Regions from separate parts of the Arachis hypogaea genome. Here region 2 is linked to region 1. A link is a contact called in public Hi-C data. All regions are on one chromosome and are shown on one strand. Each heading gives the region's core, a stretch centred on a gene start, on an enhancer-like site or on the middle of the called end of the contact. The rest is flanking DNA. Distances are from core to core; before and after follow the strand shown. Region 1 holds the start of LOC112727766. Region 2 holds the start of LOC112727770 (ribonuclease II, chloroplastic/mitochondrial).

Region 1 (4,219 bases), core at 575-3,074:
TAATCCAGACTCAAAATTTTCCATAAGTTAGTAGTAAGCAACATTTACCGACCCAACCCTAAGTAATCCAAATCAAATCATGTACTTGGTTTTTGAAGTTAGATAATAGAAACTATTAAACCCTAAAAATTCCCCGTAACCACAAAAAAGAAAAGTTCAAAATAAAAACTTTGAAGAGGGAAAAGGGTACCTTTTATTGCTAACTTTGGGCGCGGGTTTGAGAAATTCATCCTCTAACTCGAAATCTAAAGGGTCGTTGACATCCAATGTTGGTGTTTGTTAACTGCAGGTTAAGGTTGATAGGGTTTGTGCATAGCAGAGAGGAGAGTTTGAATGAGATAAGTGGTAAAGTGAAGAAGCATGCTCTTTCAAATTTCAATCTTTGATGGGCTTTTATATCTTTCTAATATTCTGCTTGCAAAACGGGTCCCTTAAAATATATTGGAAAGCTTTCAAATATATCGGTACACTGGTGTTTCAGTAAATTTTAATACCAGTACACTTTAAAATTTTCCAAACATATTTCTCCCTTCTAGATCAATGCATAAATATCTCAACTTTCACTCACATTTACACTATACGATGTGAATATACATGCATCATTATATTAATTGTGAAGAACAATAAGAATTCATAAAATGTTTTTTCTTGTGACAACTTTTTTCCCCTTAAAACAAAGTCAAAGGCAATCAACTTTAATTTGACTTGAGGAATACGGTATTAGGGTTACATGTTGCTTAAATGCTCAACATATGCCTCATAATACAACCATAAATAATAAAGAAAAGATATAACATGTTGCAATCTTTGCCTATATATATATATATATATATATATATACACATATATCTCACTCATTGGCATGGTAATAATAGTATCTATCAATCTATTGAGGGGTCAATAGATTTTTATTGGTCACAAAAAGGAGCCGGTAACCAAACTTTCCCACCAATATTTGCCCAAAAAAAGGTGTGAGAGACCCATAGTTATCAGAACTGAACCGGTAATCAACCCAATCATACGATCGGGTCACCGGGTCACTGGTTCAGCCGATGAGTCACTAGTTCACCCGGTAGACCGGTCATAATTAAATAAATATATAAAATTATAAAAATAAAAGCAAAGCAAAGCTTCTTGGTAGAATATATGTATTCAAGTTGACGTAGATTTTGCATAAATGAACAGTAAGCTTATCTCATACAACATTTTGAGTATATTTGTCATTTTAAAGACAGGTTTCCACTTGGGAGGTCGCAGGTTTCCACTTTGTACCCTAAACACCAATTACCTCACATGAACCAAAATTAATTTGAGGGAAAACGCCACAATTCAATGGTTATGAGTTTACTAAGAACTAACATAAATTTAAAATCGGCAACAGCAGCAGAACAAATCACTTATCAGTTATCACAAATTTCAGATTCAAAATACAAATCACTAATCAAGTAATCAGAGACATTCAAAATCAAAAATCACTCATTCAGACTTCAGAGACATTCAAATTCAATAATCCAAGTACTCAACAGAAATCACAGTGCCACTAACCTTCCATTACAGCAGGACGTCAACGGCGAGGCGACGGCGACACGACAGCGAGATGACGGCGCAGCAGCTGGAAGCCTCGAACAGCGACTCCACCGGCGGAATGGATGACGTGCCGAGCTAGAAGAGAAGCTCTGGCCGTATGCGTTTGGGAAAGGGGAAGGAGGAGGCCGCGAAGACGCCGACAACCACGGACGGCGGCGGCGGTTCCGGCGACGAAGGTGGGTTTTTGGTCTGGGGATCCTTAGGGCTACCTGTTTCAAAGGGAGTGTTTGGTGTGTGTGTGGGGGGGGGGGGGGGGGGTTAACCGGGTGGGGGGATTTTGTTTTTTGTTTTTTTTAAAAAAAAATAGGGAAAACGACGTCGTTTCACACGAATCGGTCGGTTTTCAATCCAATCCAACCGGCCTATTGCCGACCGGTTTAACGGTTTCAGAACGGTTTGAGGATCAACGGTTTTAGGAGAAGAATCGGATCATTCTACACGTTGGTTTCTGATTGAACCAATTTGACCGGCCGATCTAGCCTAGTTTTTAAAATATTCAGAAACATTCAAATTTTTTAAAGTAACACCAACCCATCAAATGTAGGCAAAATTGGTCTTGCTATGGATATCAACAGAGGACTTGAAACAATTCATTTAAATATCCTTCTAATTTTATGTTTGAGAATGCCTATTAGATCCAACTGAGTTGCAGGCTCAAAATGCAATTTTTTCATGTTACTTAATTCCAAATTTTACACTAGAACAATATTTAATAATGAAGTGCAAGATGTAATCACAGAACTCCCACAGAATTCAGAGTTTAGTTTATATTCAGGCCTAAAAAAGTTTCCATCTGCAATAGAATCCACCAAGGATTCTGCATAGTATATTTCCTTTATTATCCAGCAAATTTAACAATAAATTCAACAATTCAAGTATTCAACTCTGTTATCCAGCAACAAAATTCAAAGCAATGATGTTATCCAGCAACAAAGAAATTTGCTCAGGTTCAGCAGCAATTCTAAAAAACCAAATACAACATCAACAACCACCAGATTCAACAACAATTCTAATTAAAATTTGCTCAACTTCAACAACAATAATTTCACCAAAATTGACACTAAACCAGAGAAAGAACAGGGTCGAAAACTTGAAGGGAGCTCACTTGGTTGACTGGTTCCGAGACCGCGACGAAACAAGAAGTCGACCACCACCATCACCCAAGGGAGCAAATGCTGCTTGACTGGTTCTGTCTGTTTCTGCCGCCGACAAAGTGAACGCAAGGGCACGAGACCATGATGACGACCTTCAGTCTCAGACGAGTGCGAGACCGAGAGAGTGACGAGATGAGGCTGTGAGAGACTGAGAGTGACGACTGACAAGGTGAGGAGAGAGACGAGAGAGTGATGAGGTGAGGGTGAGGCCGTGAGTGAGGGACTGTCGAGAGAGAAGAGAGACGAGACTGGGGGTTGGGGGTAGGGGTGGCAAACGGGCCTAAACCCGCCGGGCCGACCCGCATAACCCGCCAAAAAAGGCGGGTCGGACTGAAAAATCGGAACCGCCAAATAGCAAAAGCCCGCCTAACTCGCACCGCTTAAACCGCGGGCTTTGGCGGGGCGGGGCGGGGCAGGCTTCCCCGCCGGGCTAAGATTTTTTTAGTGAGGGGGTATTTTTGCAATTTTTTTGCCAAAACCTAACTTCTCCCAACCTAACTTACAAGAGTATGAAGATAAAAATTGAGTATTTTAAATTATGTTTATGTTATTTTAGAGACAATATTTATAATTATTTTTGGATTATGTTTATTTTATTTTGGAGAGAATATTTATACTTATATTTTGAATGAAAATTTGATTTATAGTTATATTTATTAGATATTTATAATTACAAAGAATTTAATGTTTGTGAATATAAAAATATAATTTTTTATGCCATCAGAAATTATAAATTTATTAATATGGTTGTGAAATTATATATATTACTTAGTAGTTAATAGTAAAAAAAAAAGAGGATATTTGGCGGGCTTAGCCCGCCGGCCCGCCAACCCGCCATTAGGCAGGGTGGGCTGGGATTCTGGGACCGCCTCAGTAGGCGGGGCGGGGTGGGCCAGCCCGCCAAAGGGCGGGCTTCTGGCGGGGCGGGGCGGGCTTCCCGCTTGCCACTCCTAATTGGGGGTTCCATTTAGATTAGGGTTTCATTCAACAGAGGGGTGGGGAGGACACCCTGAAACGACGCCATTTTTAAGTTAAAAAAACCCAATCTGAACCGGGTTAAATTAATCGATCAGGTCACCAATTTTACTGAAAATCGACCATATTATACCAATTTCTACCGAATAACCAAATAACCGAATAACCAAGTTTTCGATTGAATTGACCGAATCGAACCGAGTTTAATAACTACGAGAAACTCCTTTGAAAAACAATAAAAGTCATGCTATGTGGAAAGGAGTCTTCCATTTGACTAAGTTAGGACCCTCGCACACACTATACTTTATAATGTATCATAATTTATAATTTATAATTTATAATTTATAATTTATAATATATATTAAATATCAAATGATATTTTATTTGATCAATTCTCCTAGCCACTAGGGCAACCCTCTGAAAAATTAAAAACCCTAGACCCTAGGAAGTTATCAACATTACAACATATAGGAAACATTTCAAGTGCACTGGAAGTACCGGTG
Region 2 (4,219 bases), core at 897-3,396, 230 kb after region 1:
AACATTAGCTTGGCAACAAAATGGCTAATGGCGTTTTCCTTTGGGACCACATTCTCTTTGGTATAACGTTATTAGAAGCATGTATGGATTGAACAGAAATGAATGGATGCAAATCTTGCTTCACATGCTACTCTAGCCCCTGGAAATTTGTTTCTAATGGTTATGCTACTTTGATATCTTTTCTTTCTTCAAAAGTAGGGGATGGATCTCACTTTCTCTTTCTGGTAGATTATTGGCTATGAGATGCTCCTTTTAGTTCCTCGTCTTTATTGCTTATCAGTTTTACATAACATTCCTATTAGGGATTTCTATTCAATAAGGGATTTTCCTATTCTTGGAACTTTCACTTTAGAAATCTTAGTGATGGTGAGCCCATTGAATTAGGTAACCTTTTTAGTCTACTTGAAATGCCCCTTTATCTTCTACTCCTGTCAAAAGATTATGATATCTTGATTCATCGGGTCAGTATACCCGTAAAGTTTATTTTCAATCTCTATACCAACCCTTGATAAACAAATATTGAAATCTAAAGCTCCCTTTAAAGTCAAAATTCAAATCCTTTATTTGGACTGCTATGCCTAACAGAATTAACGCCAATAACAATTTACTAGTCAGAAGACCTCATATTCACATAAGGCTATATCACCAAATGTGTGTAATGTATTAGGGATATTCAGAAATGGTCTGACATTTGTTTTTACATTGTCCTATGGCTGATTCTTTGTGGAGTTCTTTGTTTGGAATGTTTAGAGAATCTTGGGTTTGCCCAGTGTGCCCCGCATCACTAGATCAGTTTCTTTTGATGAGGTTTGCTGATTTTGGGAGAAAGAAAGAGGCTAAATTTTTGTGGCAATGTGCAATATATTCCACTATTTGGAGTATTTAGCTAGAAAGCAATCACAATCTACACACTTTTAACAATAGATTCGCAAGAGAAGTTGCTATTTGGGATAGAATTAGGCGTTTAGTATCTATATGGTGTAAAGCATATGGTTTTACAGAGGACTTTCCCTCTTGGACATGATGAAAGATTGGAAAGCTACAGTTCATTGAAGTTTGTGGTCTTATTTGTATTTCCTTTGGTTTGGAGGAACTTTTTTCCTCCACTCCTTTGTAGTGTTCCATCAATACATTAATGAAATTCTCTCTTCTATAGATAAATCCCTTTTTTTTTTGCTTTGCTTTTATATAAGGGAACTCTTATCCCCAATTTGTATTATCCTTCTCCGAATCCTAATGAAATTCTTCTTTTATCCCAAAAATAAAAAATAAAAATAATATGTAAGGTGCATACACCCTTGGTAGCTGCCACCTTAGTCAGGGGACTATTATTCGCATTTGATCATTATCTTATTTTTTTAAGTCCACAATACTGGTGCAGACAATTCAAGAAGTAGATAGTGTACTCTCTAGTCTTCAGCATCTGATTTGAATACAGTAATACTTTTATTATGATCTCATCCAATTATATAGTCACATCCAAACATGATGAAGACTTAAGAGTGCAAAATCTAGTCCACTTCACTCCTCAGATTTCTTTGTCATTTCGTTAAAGAAAACGTTTATTGAACAAGTATTTAATTCATCGCATTTCATGACAACCACCATTCTAGTACCGTTCCCTTATCATTTACAGTACTCTTAAGCATAACTTAATAATTAGGTAAATCCAAACACACAGAAGCGAAAAATGAGGCAAGGGTTTTTACTTGGAAGCAGCGGAGATTCTATTGTTGCGGCGTTTCCGCATGGCACGGAGCTCTTCCATGACGCTGTCGAAGAGAGTGTAGACGGAGCGGCGTTGGAGAAGGCAGGCGCCATAATTGGAGGAGGGCGGCCGAGGGACGAATGCTGGGGATGAGGAGCAGCAGCAGCAGCGGAGAGTGCGGCGGCAGGAGGAGGAGGAGGAGGAGAAGCGGAGAGGAGGAGAAGATGAACGGAAGAGGAAGCAGGTGTTCACTGCTCTAACCGCCATGATAACGGTTAAGAGGTGAAAGAAGAGTGAAAAGAGAAGAATAGCAAGGCTCAGAGCATTTAGCAATTGGGGATGTAGTAGAACTTCAATGGATGGACTTGGCGTTTGGACTATTGCTGGCTTGTTGCTTCTCCTTTATGAATTTATCTTCTTCCTTTTTCAGTTTTTCTACAATTTTTTTTTTTCTAAAACAATATTTTCCTTTTGATTTCCAAGGATATCTAGTGTACAATTTAGTTTCTCTGATTAGATTATATTTTAGTCCCATAATTTCAAGAAAATTATTTTATACTAACAAAATTGTTAATTGTAAAAAAGACAAAGTTAATCATTTAATTTTTATAATTAAATTTTAGTCCTTGAATTTTTGAGGAAGTAATATTAAAAAGTATTTATTGTAAAATAAATAAATAAGAAAGAGAAAATAGATATATAATAAAGAAGCGTAAATAGATAACTTTAGTATTAATATTCACCAATATAATTATCTTAATATAATAGAGATGGTTTATATATATATATATATATATATATATATATATATATATATATATATATATATATATGTTGCAACTTATTTATAAGAGAGAGAGGATCAGTATATGAAAAGGAGAGAGTGATTTTATTGTTACTATTGTGTGTGTTATTAACGGAGGCTTAACCTCCTATTTATACACATACAAAATGTTATATTTTCAACGTTATTAAATTCATTCTCTCTTGAGAATGGACATCCACATAATCAACCTTATCACAACACTCTCTCTTGATGTCCATTTAGGATTATGCCTCATTAAAACCTTACTAAAGAAAAATCTAATGGAAAAAAAAAACTTTAGTAAAGGAAAAAGAGTACAAAATCCTTTGTAATGGGAACTGCCTCATTAAAAACTTTGTTAAGAAAAACCCAATGGGAAAAAACCTGACCAAGGGTAAAAAAGTTCAATCGACATCATTTAATATCTCGAAATCGGCGCATCCCAATCTGATGTACCAATTTTTCAAAGAAGGATTTTGGAAGTGACTTTATAAATAAGTCTACCAGATTATCGCTCGAGTGGATCTGTTAGACATCAATTGTTCCTTGATTTTGAATATCATGAGTAAAGAAGAATTTGGGAGAAATATGTTTTATTCTATCATCTTTGATGTATCCACCCTTAAGTTAAGCAATGCATGCTGTATTATCTTCAAACAGGACAGTAGGAGCTATCTTATGATCAATTAGTTTACATGATGACAGAATATATTGGATCAAACTCCTGAGCCAAAAACACTCGCAACTAGCTTCATGTATTGCTAGTATTTCAGCATGATTAGAGGATGTTGCTGCAGTCGTCTGTTTTGTGAACCTCCATGATATAGCTGTACCACCATATGTGAACAGATATCCTGTTTGAGATCTCTCTTTGTATGGATCAGACAAGTATCTTACATCTGCATAACCAATTAGTTGTGACTTGTATTCATATGGATAAAACAATTTCATATCAACCGTTCCATGAAGATATCGAAAGATTTGTTTGATTTCATTCCAATGTCTTCTGGTTGAAGAGGAACTATATCTTGTTAACAAATTCACAGCAAATGATATATTGGGTTGTGTATTATTAGCAAGATACATTAGCGCTCCAATGACACTAAGATATGATACTTCAGAACCAAGGATATCTTCATTTTCTTCTTTAGGACGGAATTGATCCTTTTCCACATCCAAAAACCTTACGATCATTGGGATATTTAATGGATATGACTTGTCCATATAAAATCTCTTCAAGATCTTTTTCTGTGTATGTTGTTTGATGAATAAAGATCCCATTTTTTGTATGCTCGATCTGCAGGCCAAGACAAAATTTAGTCTTTCCAAGATCTTTCATTTCAAACTCTTTTTTTAGAGCTTTTATAATTGTTGGAATATTTTCAGGAGTTTGAATGATATTTAAATCATCAACGTACACAGCAATTATAATGAATCCAGATGTAGATTTCTTTATGAAAACATATCGGCAGATATCATCATTCTTGAATCCGTTTTTGACCAGATGTTCAGTAAGACAATTATACCACATTCGTCCCGATTGCTTTAAACCATATAAAGATCTTTTCAATTTGACTGAGTATAACCCATGTGAATATTCATTGGATGGTTTAGATATCTTTAGTGTTGCAGGGACTTTCATATAGATATCACGATCTAATGATCCATATAAGTAGGTTGTTACCACATCCATTAAATGCATATGT

Evidence for each region. Hi-C and Micro-C count contacts between places; a contact is called where the count stands out from the background.
Region 2: a Hi-C map of leaf shows a contact between it and region 1, with 4 times the contacts expected there. The contact joins the promoter of LOC112727770 here to the promoter of LOC112727766 in region 1. A contact is called at or near these places in 2 of 8 Hi-C or Micro-C datasets (both in leaf).

The regions. Positions count from the first base shown.
Region 1 is chr12:95,902,977-95,907,195 of arahy.Tifrunner.gnm2.J5K5, forward strand. It overlaps LOC112727766, which reads right to left and starts at 1,825. Exons shown (of 13, transcript XM_025777665.3): 1 at 1,546-1,825.
Region 2 is chr12:96,136,597-96,140,815 of arahy.Tifrunner.gnm2.J5K5, forward strand. LOC112727770 (ribonuclease II, chloroplastic/mitochondrial) reads right to left here and starts at 2,147. Exons shown (of 14, transcript XM_025777669.3): 1 at 1,710-2,147. The coding sequence starts at 1,975.